2 separate regions of the Triticum aestivum genome follow, and region 2 is linked to region 1. Evidence: chromatin contacts called from public Hi-C data. All regions are on one chromosome and are shown on one strand. Each heading gives the region's core, a stretch centred on a gene start, on an enhancer-like site or on the middle of the called end of the contact. The rest is flanking DNA. Distances are from core to core; before and after follow the strand shown. Region 1 holds the start of LOC123181599. Region 2 holds the start of LOC123181603.

Evidence for each region. Hi-C and Micro-C count contacts between places; a contact is called where the count stands out from the background.
Region 2: a Hi-C map of leaf shows a contact between it and region 1, with 5 times the contacts expected there. The contact joins the promoter of LOC123181603 here to the promoter of LOC123181599 in region 1. A contact is called at or near these places in 2 of 5 Hi-C or Micro-C datasets (both in leaf).

The regions. Positions count from the first base shown.
Region 1 is chr1D:300,165,423-300,172,943 of IWGSC CS RefSeq v2.1, forward strand. It overlaps LOC123181599, which reads left to right and starts at 1,442. Exons shown (of 7, transcript XM_044593904.1): 1 at 1,442-1,989; 2 at 2,431-2,652; 3 at 3,099-3,154; 4 at 3,359-4,940; 5 at 5,033-5,160; 6 at 5,245-5,488; 7 at 5,592-6,661. The coding sequence starts at 2,496. The coding sequence ends at 6,142. LOC123181600 (rop guanine nucleotide exchange factor 3) reads right to left here. Exons shown (of 4, transcript XM_044593906.1): 4 at 7,066-7,428. The coding sequence ends at 7,315.
Region 2 is chr1D:300,641,923-300,648,215 of IWGSC CS RefSeq v2.1, forward strand. It overlaps LOC123181603, which reads left to right and starts at 1,351. Exons shown (of 3, transcript XM_044593912.1): 1 at 1,351-1,486; 2 at 2,102-3,949; 3 at 4,404-4,998. The coding sequence starts at 2,111. The coding sequence ends at 4,727.

The DNA of each region.
Region 1 (7,521 bases), core at 192-2,691:
GCCATTGAACGATCTACTCTCCCTATTTTGGTGCAATCCGACTCCGCGGGAGCTCTTTCTTCACTGTCAAAATTTTCCCTCGCCAAATTGCCTTATGGTCACTTGATGGAAGATATAAAGATGCTTATGTTGGAGCGGGAGTTTGTTCCGGTTAAGATAGGCTGTTCTCAAAATAGGGTTTCTCACTATCTAGCTAATCATGCTCGCACAGCTCGCAGTACCGCTTGTTGGTTACAGCGAGCCCCCCCCCCCCCCTTTATTCAGAATCTTGTTTTAGCAGATTGTAACCCTATTACCACGGAATAAAACTCTGTTTTACCCCGCAAAAAAGAAAACATGTTCCATACGACCCTAAACCCCGATGGAATAAAACTCTGTTTTACCCCGCAAAAAAGAAAACATGTTCCATACGACCCTAAACCCCGATCAAATCTTGCCTCACCATATAACGTCACCAACTGAAGATTTGAACATCTGAAGCATGTTTGGAATAGCATGAGATATTGAAACCTACCGGAATCGAAAACACAAGAATTAATAAAAGAAACCGTTTGGTTGCATTGTAGAAAAATGCAGGAATTTTGATACATCTTTAGGTGCATGGTATAATTATCATAGAAAATTCATGGGGTTCACCTCAATAGATTTTATTCTTTTCGAAACTGCATGCAGAATGCACCATAGGAGTATGTCCTACGATTTCCAGTCATACAAACCAAACAAACATCCCTTAAAAAAATCGATGGAATCACATCAAACCAAACATGTTCCGTACAACCCTAAACCTTGATAAAATCCCGCCTCACCATATAACGCCACCAACTGAAGATTTGAACATGCCAAAACGGTATTATTCAAAATGAATTTTGTCTAGATACTACTCCGGAGGCAATTCCTGTAGCTCGTACGCTCCAAAAGAAATTCTTCAAACACATTATTGTAATAAGATGGCTAAAGTGAAGCACACCACATGACCGACTAGCAGTTTGATTGATTGCTAATAGTGGCGGCAAAACAAAGAAACAGTGTTTTAATTGTCTGCATATAAACTACAACTACAGACCACAACTGTTGATGAGGATTTGAGTGGGGCAGCACCTCTTTTCTTTCCGGGGAATATAAAAGCCGGCGGCCTGAGACAGCTGATAGGTAACAAACCATCACCGTCGGCATCGTTATCCGATAACCATGACGGTATCCCTCACGCGTGTGGTTGGGTTGGGTTGCAAGCACATGTTTACCCCGTTTGTATTTCGGAATGAGATTTCCAGGTCGAAACCCCCTCCGCCTCCGATAATCATCGCCTTCTTGGTTAATGCAGCCTGTATAATCCCCTCTTTTTTAAGACCACTCTGTCCAATACTCTACCTCATATACTAGTGCTAATGCTCAAATAATACTACTAGTGCAGTGCAGAGACAAAGGTACCAGATCAGAGCGCCTCCAGCTTGCTTGCTTGCGGGCGTCGCCTACCTCCACTCCGCTTTTTCTCCGCGCGAGCGAGAAAATGCTGGCGCACTCGCCGAAAGTGGCATGTGGTGGGCGGCCTGCTACCGTGCCGTAGCCCCGCCCCCCGCCCGGTGCGCTCCCTCCGTTCCATTCCATCCACACCGTCCCGTTCCACTCCATTCCTTTCCTTTCCACCAAGGAAGCAACCAAAGCGGAGCCGACGCTGACCCGGGTAGGGGTAGCTTGGGTTGGGCGAGCTGATTCCCGCTCCACGGAAAAGAAAAGAAAAGAGAAGAAAACAAGAGCAAAGCAGCCCACGCCCACCGATTCCTTTCTTCCCCGCCCGCCCAAAGCCGAAGGATGGGCGACAGCGCAGGGCCGACCCAGACCCAGACCCAGGCGACGCTGTGAGGATCGATTCTCCAGGTGGCTGTTTCTATGTGGGAGGAGACTGGAGAGAAGAGGCCGGAGAGAGAGGGGAAAGCGGCCGGCTGCTGAGGCTTCCCCCCGGTCGTGATCTGTGATTCATTCGTCAGGTAGGTAGGTTCCCCGTGATCTCTCTTGGATGGATGGGTGGATGGGTGGGTGTGTTCGTTAGTTGGGATCTGCGGTGTTTTCTGTTGGTGGGGATTTGTTTTGGCTGTTTGGGTTCATTTCCCCTCTTGTTTTAACCAATTGACAGTCTGGTGAGTTCTCATGCTTGCAACAAGATGTGAGCTTGTCAGATATAGTTGTTGAGTATAGCTGATAATTAGCTGGATTTGTTCAGCAAAGTTTTTTTTATCAGAAACTTCCATTTGCTTCATTAAGATTTACTGTACTAGTTTGATTGATTATTGGGTTCATCAGATATCTGCCAATCTCCCCTGTTTCTGCGGCCGAACAGTCTCAGTTCTACCCATCTTGTCTTCAGAGTTCAGAGAGATATCATTCCTTCGCAATTCAAAATCCGGCTGCTAACTTGTGTTGATCTACGTGCAGTGATCCAAGAGATTATTAACTGTACAAAACAGTACAAGAGACAAGAAACAGCAGATTGTTCTGAAATGGGGAGGCGAAGCAACAGGCGGTCCGCGGCGCAGGACGACACCAATGTCGGCTGCGTCTGGGGCCTAATGCGCATGGTCTATTTCCGCCGCGACCCCAGATTCCTGATGGACGCGAAGCAGGCGGGCGGGAGGCATAAGCTCCGGGAGATCACAGGTCAAAATAAAATCATCTCTTTTACGCATCATAGGCTCATTGCTGCTACCAAATTCAGATGGTTCAAGTTGCTTTTGAATTTCAGATGCTGTCACCTGTCCAGTAAGGTTACTAGTTTCACACGAAAACCACACAACGAGTTTGCGTAGTGTTATAAGAAAATCGAAAGAGGTGATTTTGCTTGGTTGCTTTCACTGGCTTGTTTCGCAGAATTATATTTACAGTTTAGAAGTGCAACCTGTGTGGCTGGATGAGTCGTGTCATTCCCTGCGCTACTTTTAGGTTGAGTTTAATAAGATCGGTCACTGCTTCTGATGCCCAATCCAGAACTAGTAAATGATGAATGTTAAGATAGTTCAGCAAAGGAATGTGCATCTTGAATTTTCTCTTGACTTGTAATGTTATTGCACAATATTCTTATGATGGACACTATATTTCTTTTTCAGACGGAAGGGACTCAGGGAAGAGGCCTAGGGATTTTGAGGAAATCGAAAAAGATGATGTAAGTTAAACAAACTAAGAAAATTAAGGTCCCAGGAGTAAATTCACTTTCATAGTTCATTGACTACTGTGTGTAAATGAAACCATTTCATTGACTGCTGTGTGTAAATGAAACCATAATTTTTCAAATCTGCGAGTATCATGGATCCATACAGAAACATCGGTTTTCCTAAAACAGTTCTGTTTTACTTTCTCTGTTTTTCAGAACATAGAAAACGGCCCTTTGCAGCAACCAACCGTCAAAAAACTTATGGAGGAAGAATTGGGGCGTGTGAATCTTTTGAGGACAGTTCCAAACAACGAGGTTCAGAGAAGATTAGCTGATCTGGGAAATGACCTATCTCTTGATGGAAATTCAGAGCATACAAATAACACAACAGGAACTTTAAATCACGGCACGGATATCTCCGTGTCTCGTTTATCTGGGTCAGTGGATTCTGAGGGTTCTAAGAGCTTGAACCACGCTGAATATGATCTCGAATCTGTCTTGGCAAGCTTCTTAGGTGAGATTTATAGGTGCCACAATGAATGTCCACATGATGATTGCAAGAGTAATAGTGAATTGTGTCCTTCATTGAAGTCCCTAATCCATAAGAAGCTTAATGACTTAAGCAATCTTCAATCCAATATTGATTGTGAGCAACCTCAAGAGAGCAAGGGAGAAAAGCTACTGGCTGGTAATGGCATTTCTAGCAGCAGGACTGTTCAGTCCAAGGAATTCAAGGATGCTCTGGAGATACTGGGTTCAAACAAGGAACTTTTCCTGAAGGTGCTTCAGAAGCCTAATTCACATATGTTGGACAATATCAGAAACCACCAAAACAGTAGATTGACAACCAAGTTAGAGCCCAATAAAAATCTTGGAGAAACTAATTCCCTTGAAGAGACAAGAGGCTCAAATCATGACTTGTCTGCACCGGCACAGGCTAAGGAGAGCAAACATATGTTCTTCTGGAGGAAAGACAAGTCGAAAATAAAGCAGATGCTACCAGAAGGAATTAATGGATCTCAGCCTGTTAGCAAAATAGTTATTCTGAAGCCAAATCCAGGAAAAGGAATTGATCAGACAGTGACAAGCAGTGCAAGATATTTACATCAGCAACCTAGTACCTCTCAAACTCCAGAGTACAGTGGGAGGGAAACCTCAAAATTTTCAATCAAAGAAGTCAGGAGGAGATTCAGAATTGTGACTGGTGAGACAAGAAGAGAAAGAAATGCAGCACCTGCAGACGACCTTCAAAGAGTTTCACGTTGGCATTCCATGATTGCAACGAAGAAGAGTTCTGGGTATCACACACAAGGGAGCTTGGCAGACAAATCTGCATCAAATTTTAAGAACGACATCGCCAGACCTTCAACCAGCAGCAAGCAAAAGCAACAAAATGGCGGCGAGACTGAAATTAGTGGTCATATAGCAGTGCCACAAGATGATTCTATCTTCTACAAGGAGGCCAAGAAGCATTTAACAGATATGCTAAAGGATAACAATAAGTCCGGCAACTATCCAACAGCCCAGGTCTCAAAATCCTTGGAAGGAATGCTTTCGCTCCCTCACTGCGATGTGTCATCTCCTAGGAATAGCCGTAGTGGAAAATGCCACACTGATCTCTCACCTGAAGAGACGGATTCTTGCCTTGTACCCATGGTTGACAGTGAAGAAACTACACAAGAGAGCAGTCAATCATGGGACGACTCACTGAGCAACACTGCACATTGTCCTAGTATAGCAGTTGATGATCAGGTGGTTGTTCAGGACAAATGTAGCATGAAAGAAGAACCACAAGAAGGTAACCTTCTATAGTTGCATGAATCATCAGGTTGAATTGAGTGGTACATATTTTTTATCATCAAACAGAAATAACTCTAGAATCTTGTGCAGGACAAGGAGATGTTACTGATGTGGTAGACACCATATGTATGGAAGAAATTGGAAAAATAGATTGTTCTGAAACAATCTGCAACACACAATCCATCTCAGCAGAACTATGCAGAGATAGCCCGCAGCCAGTAAGCTCTCCAAAAAAAACATAGCATTGTCTCATGTTTTTGTTGCGATATTATTTATGTTAACGTCGCATGTTTCATTTATAGGATATGATAGAGGAAGCAGAGCAAGGAAAAGAACCTGTTAAAATCTTGTTGAGCTATCCTGAGAGCATTGTTGAATTGGAGCAGCAAGAACCAGGAACACCTGAACCAAGAGCATCGGCCAAATTTATCTCAGATTGTTCCCCCGAGCTAAGCCATGACAAGCAAGAACAGCCCAGTCCTGTGTCTGTTCTTGATTCATTCTATGAAGATGTTGCAGATCCTGAATGCGAAAACATTAAACAATGTGAGCCCAATTACATAAATATATGTAACCCTTTTGCCCATTCCCAGTAATAAACAATCTGTTCAAATAGATCTGTATGACTTAACCCTTTTGTGACATACAGGTGATCTGCATGAAGAGTTGCGTGGAGCCCTGTACTTCCCAGATAACGAATCAGATCTAAAGGTCTTTTGGGAGGACAAGAATGTCCGATTAGATTATATAAAGTTGGTTTTGGAGCTCTCGGAATTATGCGCAGAACAGAATTTAGAGGTATGGTATCTGGAGGATGAGTTAATCAGCCCTTGCCTGTTGGAAGAACTACCAAACCAAGGTGATCAAATAGATGATCTGAAAATTCTGTTTGACTGTATCTGCGAAGCTCTAACAGAGATCCAGGAGAGATATTTTAGACTCTCTTCTTGGTTGTCGTTTCTCAAACACGACATACGGGCACCTCCAGTGGGAGAAGACCTCGTCGCAGAAGTTGACAAATATGTTGACGATTACCTCCGACATAGTTTTCCAAGTACATTAGACCATACAATAAAAAAGGATTTCGAAGTTCGGACATGGATGGACATTCGGTCGAAGACTGAAGGGATCGTTGTGGAGATATGGGAGTTTGTGTTAGACGAACTTATCGATGAGGCTGTTTTCGATTTGTGGATTTGAAGCTCTGATCAGGTCCCCTGTCGGTGGTGCTTTGTGAGGGGTATATACACTAGGTATAACTGTAGAGGTTTTCATGCTGACAATAACACCATTTTACGTGGCAGAATAACACGGGCTGTTTTGTTTGGCCTGTTTGAGTAAAGTAATGAGAGTGTGAACTTCAACGACGTCTTGCTCGTCGAAGTGTGTATAACTGCAGCGGAAGAAACTTCTCTGATGCATGACAGCGGAAGTTTCGACCTGCAAACCTCCCAGCCGTGCAGCTTGTCTAGACTAGATGAAGTTTGGGCAGCCCGTCACAGCCATGCCTCTTGGACAGCTAAAATGCACAGCAGTCTGAAGGCTTTGCGGATTTTCCTCTTGTACATTGTGATCAGAGGTGATCACACATGTATATTTTTTTCTTTTTGTGTTTGTGTGTACATGTGTAATAGTTTTTCGAGAATCACACATGTGTAACAGTTACCATAATACTATATGACAGATCAAATGCTACTGCATGGTCTTCATTTTGCGAAATATCGGTGTCTTTTCAGTTAAGTTGGACCACGCTTTGTTTCCTTGGATAAACATGTGCGCTGCCTGTATTTGCTGCTACTCAAAGTGGATGTCAACTACATGTGTGTGTGTGTATGAAGCGCAGTGCATTTGATCATCAACCTTTCTAATGTTATCGCAGTAAATTCTACTAAACCGGAGGTTTTCAGCGAGTCAAGTTGCATGGTCATGAATGTGCCTGACTAATTCTTTGTGTTATTAGGTTGGATGTTTGGGTCGTCTAAGGATATATAACAAGCTTTTTGACAGCCATAGGTACCAAGATCGATGAGCAAGAAAGAGGGGCAAATCAGACACACTGCTGGTCAGACACAACCTGAAATCAGATGAAAAAGCCAAAAAAGAATATCTTACAGGACTCACTGTTAGTCAGACAAACTCTGCATATATTCTTTGCAAGATATATAGACCTTACAAATCCTTGACTACGTCAGTAGTAGAAATCTCACGGTACAAAAGTTACCGTAAGATCATCATCATCCTAATCTACGCCGTTTCCCATCACAGAGAGCTGGGAACAAGGCTCGAAAGTAAGTACATTTTGCTCTTAAGAGCATTCATTCGTTCATTCTCTCGACGAATCTGTCCGTCAGGTTTGGTCCGTCGCTCACTGTTCATTTCCTGGCAGCCTTGTCGGCAAAAAGAACTTCGTCCGTCCACGAGACGATGTTGAACGCCAGGCTCTCCAGCACCCTCGAGTAGCTCTCCAGGATCGCCTGCCCAACATCCTGCAAAATGAAAATCATCCATCTCGCCCGATCAGAAAACAGCATTTCATCTACATCAAGATCAAGTGTGTGATGAACTGATGATCATGTCAA
Region 2 (6,293 bases), core at 101-2,600, 480 kb after region 1:
TTCAAGTCCTAAACTTGACATTGGTGCTCGTATTTTCCTTGATTTATTTCAGGCCTTCTGACAATGCGCGTTAAGTGGGAGGAGACGTTCCGTCGACTACGAAGGCGTTTGTGACGATTTTGTCAATCTCAAAATGATGTGCCGACTCAGTCTTTATGAGGTGCTCATAGAGATAGGGTATGCGTGCGTGCATTCATAGGGGTGGGTGTATACTCGTGTATGTGAACGAGTTTGATTATACTGAACACTAGAGCATGCAGTAGCATGAGCTCACTTGTTTATCTCTCACACACAACCATTTAAAATCTTCTTACCGAAAGAACTCATCAACATTCAACAATTATCAGTAATTACCGCTCCTACGCCCGATAGTCCTCTAGATTTTGAATAGTTTGAACAATCTCCATAGAATCACTCTCAATGCATAATTTTTTTTGCCAAGCTCATCCTATATCAATTGAATGTTAATATTAGTCAGGGTATACTTATTTGGTTAATGTTGATGTTGATATTAGACATGATAATTGTCGGGGTATACATATTTTAGTACGTTACCCCGTAATTTATCTGCACATATTAATGTGATTGTTTAAATAAATATTTACCAAATTCTACCCACGATATACTTCTCTAAATATATTTTATGATTTTATTTTGCAATCACTTATTTGCTACCAAAGAAAAGATAAGTTTAATCGGTAAGTCAAGTAAATATGCGACAATTAAGACTATTTGTACGGAATGATGTTCGGAAAAAGGATGATTGCTTGGACGAAGCACTCCGCTTGGCAGGAAAAGGAACACTATTCTTTTTAAAATAAAAATAGAGAATATTAATTAGTGAGGGTGCTCAATGTGTTTTGTGCTAAACAAAGCTAAACACGGGAGCGACGTAGACTATTGGATAGATACGGCGAGATTTGTTTTTTTTTTGTAAGAATTGGATGAGATTTGTTGAATCTCCGTAACTTGTTTCTTTATATTGGTATATTTTTCTTGAGAAATTTTATATTAGTATTTTTTAGCAAATTTATATTGGTATATACTCCCTTCGTCTTAAAATAAATTTCTCAATGTTATTATATTAAATTTAGTTCAAAGTTGCACTAAAGTTGAGGTACTTATTTTGGGGAGTGAGTAGATAGAAGAGATGGTACATGGGCCTTTTGCCGCCACAGACCTCCTCGGGCCGGTCTAACACTGGCCTACAAGATCTGTGTTACCGGCCCAGCGGAGCAGCCCAGAAGGCCGAAGCTCCGCCGCGGATTGCTCTTTACACTCTAGCTCCCCCTAACTCTATCTATTTCACAGTCGTCCCTAGCCGCGAAGGCGCAAAATAGGATTTGGGAATCTCCATTTCATTTTCGTGAGCCGCCAAGAATATTTCCCTCACTCACACGAGACAGATGCGCGAGGACTGACGAACCAGTAAAGTCCACTGCCTCTTCTGCCGCGCCGGTCTGCTCCCCGTCGGCTCCGCTCCAAGGTGAGTAATGGCATTTCTCGATCCCTTTCTGCTTGATTCATACGGCGGTCCTCTGCGACGCTTGCGGGCGCGGCGGCGGCTGGCTGTAGATTTGGGCGGCGGGACTTGGCCGCAAGGTTGGACTTTTTAGGAGGAACTAATGGCGAGCAGGTTTGCCGATGCGTTTCTTCAAGAAGTGCGGCAGATGGGAGGAGAGGGGTTCCTTTTCTGCTGACCTCGTGGTGGGATTCGATTCCCATCTGCGAGGGTTCATCCTTTCTTCGAATGGTTTAGCTGATTCAATGACAATGAACTGTGTGATCCGAGAGTAGATTTAGATTTTTTTGCTTTCTTAGTGTTGTCATGTTCCTATTGGAACTTAGGGATTGAGGTTGTATGTGAATGAATGGAAACTACTTGTTCTTCTGGAAGTGGATAGGATGTATTGTTTTCTTTCTTGGACGGATTTGATGCATAGGATGGGTAGAGTTTCAAGCACGTAAATGTTTCTCCGCTGTCGAACTTGATACATATAATGGTTATGTTGTACTCTATGTTTTCTCTTGGATTAGGGCTGATGCCACTGTCCTCTTTTCTCTGTTCTCATTCGAGCAATGTATTATGGTTTCAATGCAGGTTTCCTAAATGGGGAACCGTTCTCGGCCCAGTGTAGCTAAGGAGACCATGGAACCGATTGACGAGGAAACAGAGAGTCCTAGCAGGGCAGCACAACTCAAATGCTCGGATGGAAACTCGGGCGAAATGCGCCTCAACCGCTTCCCAAATTTTCATTGCAAGAGTCTGCCTTCAAGACGCCGTGAGGAAAACCCAGAAGATAGCATCATGCATAGTCGTGGTTCTATGTACCAGAGCTCCAGTGATGTCAGCAGACTAAGGAAACTCCAAGAGGGGAGGAGGAAATTAGACTCTATATATGAAAGAGATGCGTTTATGTCATTTGGGACTGTCGATTCTTCCTCTCAGCCTAGCACAAGTGGATCTTACTTGGTTCCGCAACGGAGCGGTTCATGCAAGTCAAGGTCTTCTATGAACATAACTCGTGGATTTAATCAAGATGCCAGGGAGTTTCTGGATATTTCATCGCGTGAGGTTCCTAGTGACAACTTGAGGCTTGGAAGGCCACGCAAGGACTGCAATTTGTTAAAAGATGATGTAAAAGAGAGTTTCCCGGGGTTATCGCTCGAAGAAGACAATGCCATGTGTCCCGCCGCGAATGCTGCTCCTCATTTGCTAGAAAGCAGCAGTAGCAAAGGTACAATGTCAAATGGCCAACCTCCTGTTGGCCTTCATCCTGATAGGAGTAACCATGCCAGAATAGATTCGGTGAGTAATCTCCCCAAGTCCTTGTCAGCTAAGGTGGGTGTTTTTGATGCTACATGTCCATCAGAAAGTGTTCATGGTGTTGATGGCAAGAAAAAAGCTCGATCTAGTGCATTTAAGAAAATTTTGGATCCTTTCATGAAGTCCAAATCTATGAGGAATCCCTCCCTCATGGAAATGGAAGATGCAAAATGTGGTAATCCACCAGTTAGAGGAAAAGATAGTGCACTGCGCAAATCTTTGTTGAGTGGTATCTCAAGATCTGAACAAACGCCCACACCTAAATGCCAGATGAGTGGGGAAGCCCGGCCTATCACGGTTACTTCATCGCCGACTCATTTGCATGCTGTTCTTAAACTGGATCCTGACAATGGTGCTTTTGGTTTTGAGTTCTGTACCAAGGGTCCAGAAGAATCCATTTACGCTAACACTTGGAAATCCGGAAACGAACTGAATTGGATTTACACTTTCCATAGTGTCGGCAAACGATCAAGTACGGTGGCAAGGACCTCCAAGGATAGGCATGGGTGGCTGCCTCCAATTGTTGGCCAGATGCATGTGTCATCCTATCTGTACTCTGAAGTTGAAGAAGATGGTATTTTAAATAACTCAGCCACTAGCGAGTTTGTTTTGTATGACATTGCTCATGCACGACGGAGCTCTGCCGTTGATAGAGTTCAGTCTACAGATTCCACTCAACCACCATTCTGCAATGTTGTTAAGAATTCAATCTCTAGGGAGTCTCTAGAGAGAAATAATCAGATGGAGCGGCAAAATACTGCAAGGAATAACTCAGATGCATCGGTATCTTGTCTTTGGTCCCAAGAAGATCTTCATCCTCATTTGGAGGTTGCAGCTGTTGTAGTCCAAGTGCCGTTTCATAAAACCCGGTCCCAAGAATTAAAAACTGGATCATCACCTGGTACAGTCAAAGTGGTTACAGCAGGCGGAGCACACGGGTTACCAAGGGATGATGAGACCAGTCCATCACCACTGCTTAACCGTCTAAAGAGCGGGGGAAGGTGTGACTGTGGTGGATGGGACATGTCTTGCCCAATCGTTGTCCTTGAAAATGCATATGATAGTTATTGGGTCGATTCTGTGATGAACGAAAGCAAGCATCCCATGGAGCTATTTGTTAAGGTATATTTTTTATGTTGAGACACATCCCATGTTTGATTATTACCACCTGTGTGCATTTACTAACGGTGAGTAGTAATTAACTTGGGTCAATATATGATTCCCCACAACTTCATTAGCACATCAAAAGAAACTTCTCTATATGATGGTTGAAATGCACTGTTATTTGGTTCCCACTTAGAAGCTATGTCCCTGTTTTAGTTATACTTGCGCCACTTAACAGTTGCACTTGTTAAAATTTCTTTTTGGCGAATGCACTAATTAACAATATGTTCAACTAACTTCTATATTTCATTTGTGTAATCCAACTGTTGAAGCAAACAAGAATGCATTTCAACTAAATGTGGTATTTCAACAACAATGCACTAGTTAAAACTTCTTTTTGATGAATGCACTAGTTAACATTATATTCAACTAAGTGTAGTATTTCATTTGTGTACTCCAACTGTTGCAGCAGGGTAACCAAGAAGTCCTCCCTGCCCTTTCCATGAAAGTAGACGGGAAAGGAAATTTCTCAGTGGATTTCCATGCACGACTGTCGGCGCTGCAGGCATTCTCAGTCTGCATATCTTTGCTCCACTGTTCTGAAGCTTCTCCAGCCATTGGTATAGAGAAATTCAAGCACAAGTTGTATTCCAGTTCAATGAAAATGCTCCTCAAAGAAGAAGTGAAGCAGTTGATCGGATCAGTAACAGGGAAAGAGAAGAAGAAAGTGAAGAGGAGGAAAGCAAAAACTCCGGTGGTCAACGGCCCTCCCTTCTCACCCATGGGAAGAGTATAGCAGTATTTTTGCCATCATGTTCATCGTTCAGCGTTGGGGTTGATCATGCTCTTTTTGTTTTGTAAGATCAAACGGGGATACTTTTTATCTTGTTTATCTTTTTTCACAGGAGGGGAAGCTGTCTTGTCCATAAGGATAGAAGCATCACGCAGTTGTTCATAAAGATGCAAGCATCATGTAGTTTTTAGCAGTAGCCTTTTGTATTAGCAAGCTAGGATTAGGAAGGCCATAACAGCTGTTGCAATTCTCAAGAGAAGAAAGTTTTGTAGGACATACCTTCTTCCAGGCGTCAAGAAGATAGATGCACCGGATCTTGACCACTGCTCTCGTGTACAACGTCGCTCTCCTTTTGGACTGCAGCCTCAAGGTCATATACACACATGCTAACATTAGTACAGGTAGAAGCAAATATTCCTTTAGCATGTACCTGAATAATCCATTGCTTCCCTCCAGCAATTTTGATCTTGATGCATGCTTTTGAACTACATAATGGGCAACATATATCATGACCAAACTGCGCATATGTAGTTTCAGAGTTCAGTTTCTGTATATTTGTTGGTGTCTTGGTGCATCTGCTGCAAGTTCAAGTTATAGGTGATTGCTGTTTTTTTCTTCCTTTTTACTGCTCCATATAGGCAGGAGCTTGCACAAATGCAAAAGATTGCCATTTTTTCAGTCAAATCTTGGGTGCTAGCCCGCCATCCTAGGGTCATGCAGACAATCTGGACCCTGAGTAGATATGCTCAAAGTTGTCAAGCTTTTAGCGTAGACATGTTGAATTTTGATCTCAGTCTGACTTTTCTTGTAAGCACGAAGAGGCTAAGCTGCCGAACTTGTGGCTTTGATGAGGTTGTATCTGCAAAATGTGGCTGTCATCTGCTCACATGCACCTGCAGGGTGCAGGCAAAGATGGGTTATCAGCTGGCAGGAGCAGGGTTTGGACCCATCCCTAGGCCATTTTCTATGTGTATTCTGTAAGTGTCATGCGACTCAGATATCCACCGTGCTTCTTGCTGTTGCCACATTTACTAATTAGTAGTACTATTCACTTTGTTTCATCTCATGTAGAGCTAGAATTAGAAAAAATAGTAGTCGAAAAACTTACTTTATTTTGAAAATGACTTTCCGATCCCAGGTGCTAGTGAGCCGGATATTTGAAGGGCCAAACCAAATAATTCTAAAATTTCTTTTGACATGGATGTGTATATACCTTTTTTTATATATGGCTGCACAAAAATGATAAATATATGAATATGAAACTTTGTTTTTATATATGCATGTGGATTTAGTTTTAGATGATTTCTGAAAAAAACAAATCTCATTTTCAAATTTCAAATCAGATTTTTAGTGGAGCTCGTGCGCACTTCGGTATTTTCAAATAACACAGCTGTCAGCATTTTTGTAACTCATGTTGGTTTTATTTTAGGGGTAAACTCATGTTGGTTCGTGGCCTGGTCCATCACTCGTCTATGTTCATCTGAAAATATTACGCAGCCCATGGACTTCTCTGGTCGTCCTCACAACCATCCCACAGAACGGCCCAGCTTACAAAATATGGTATGTACA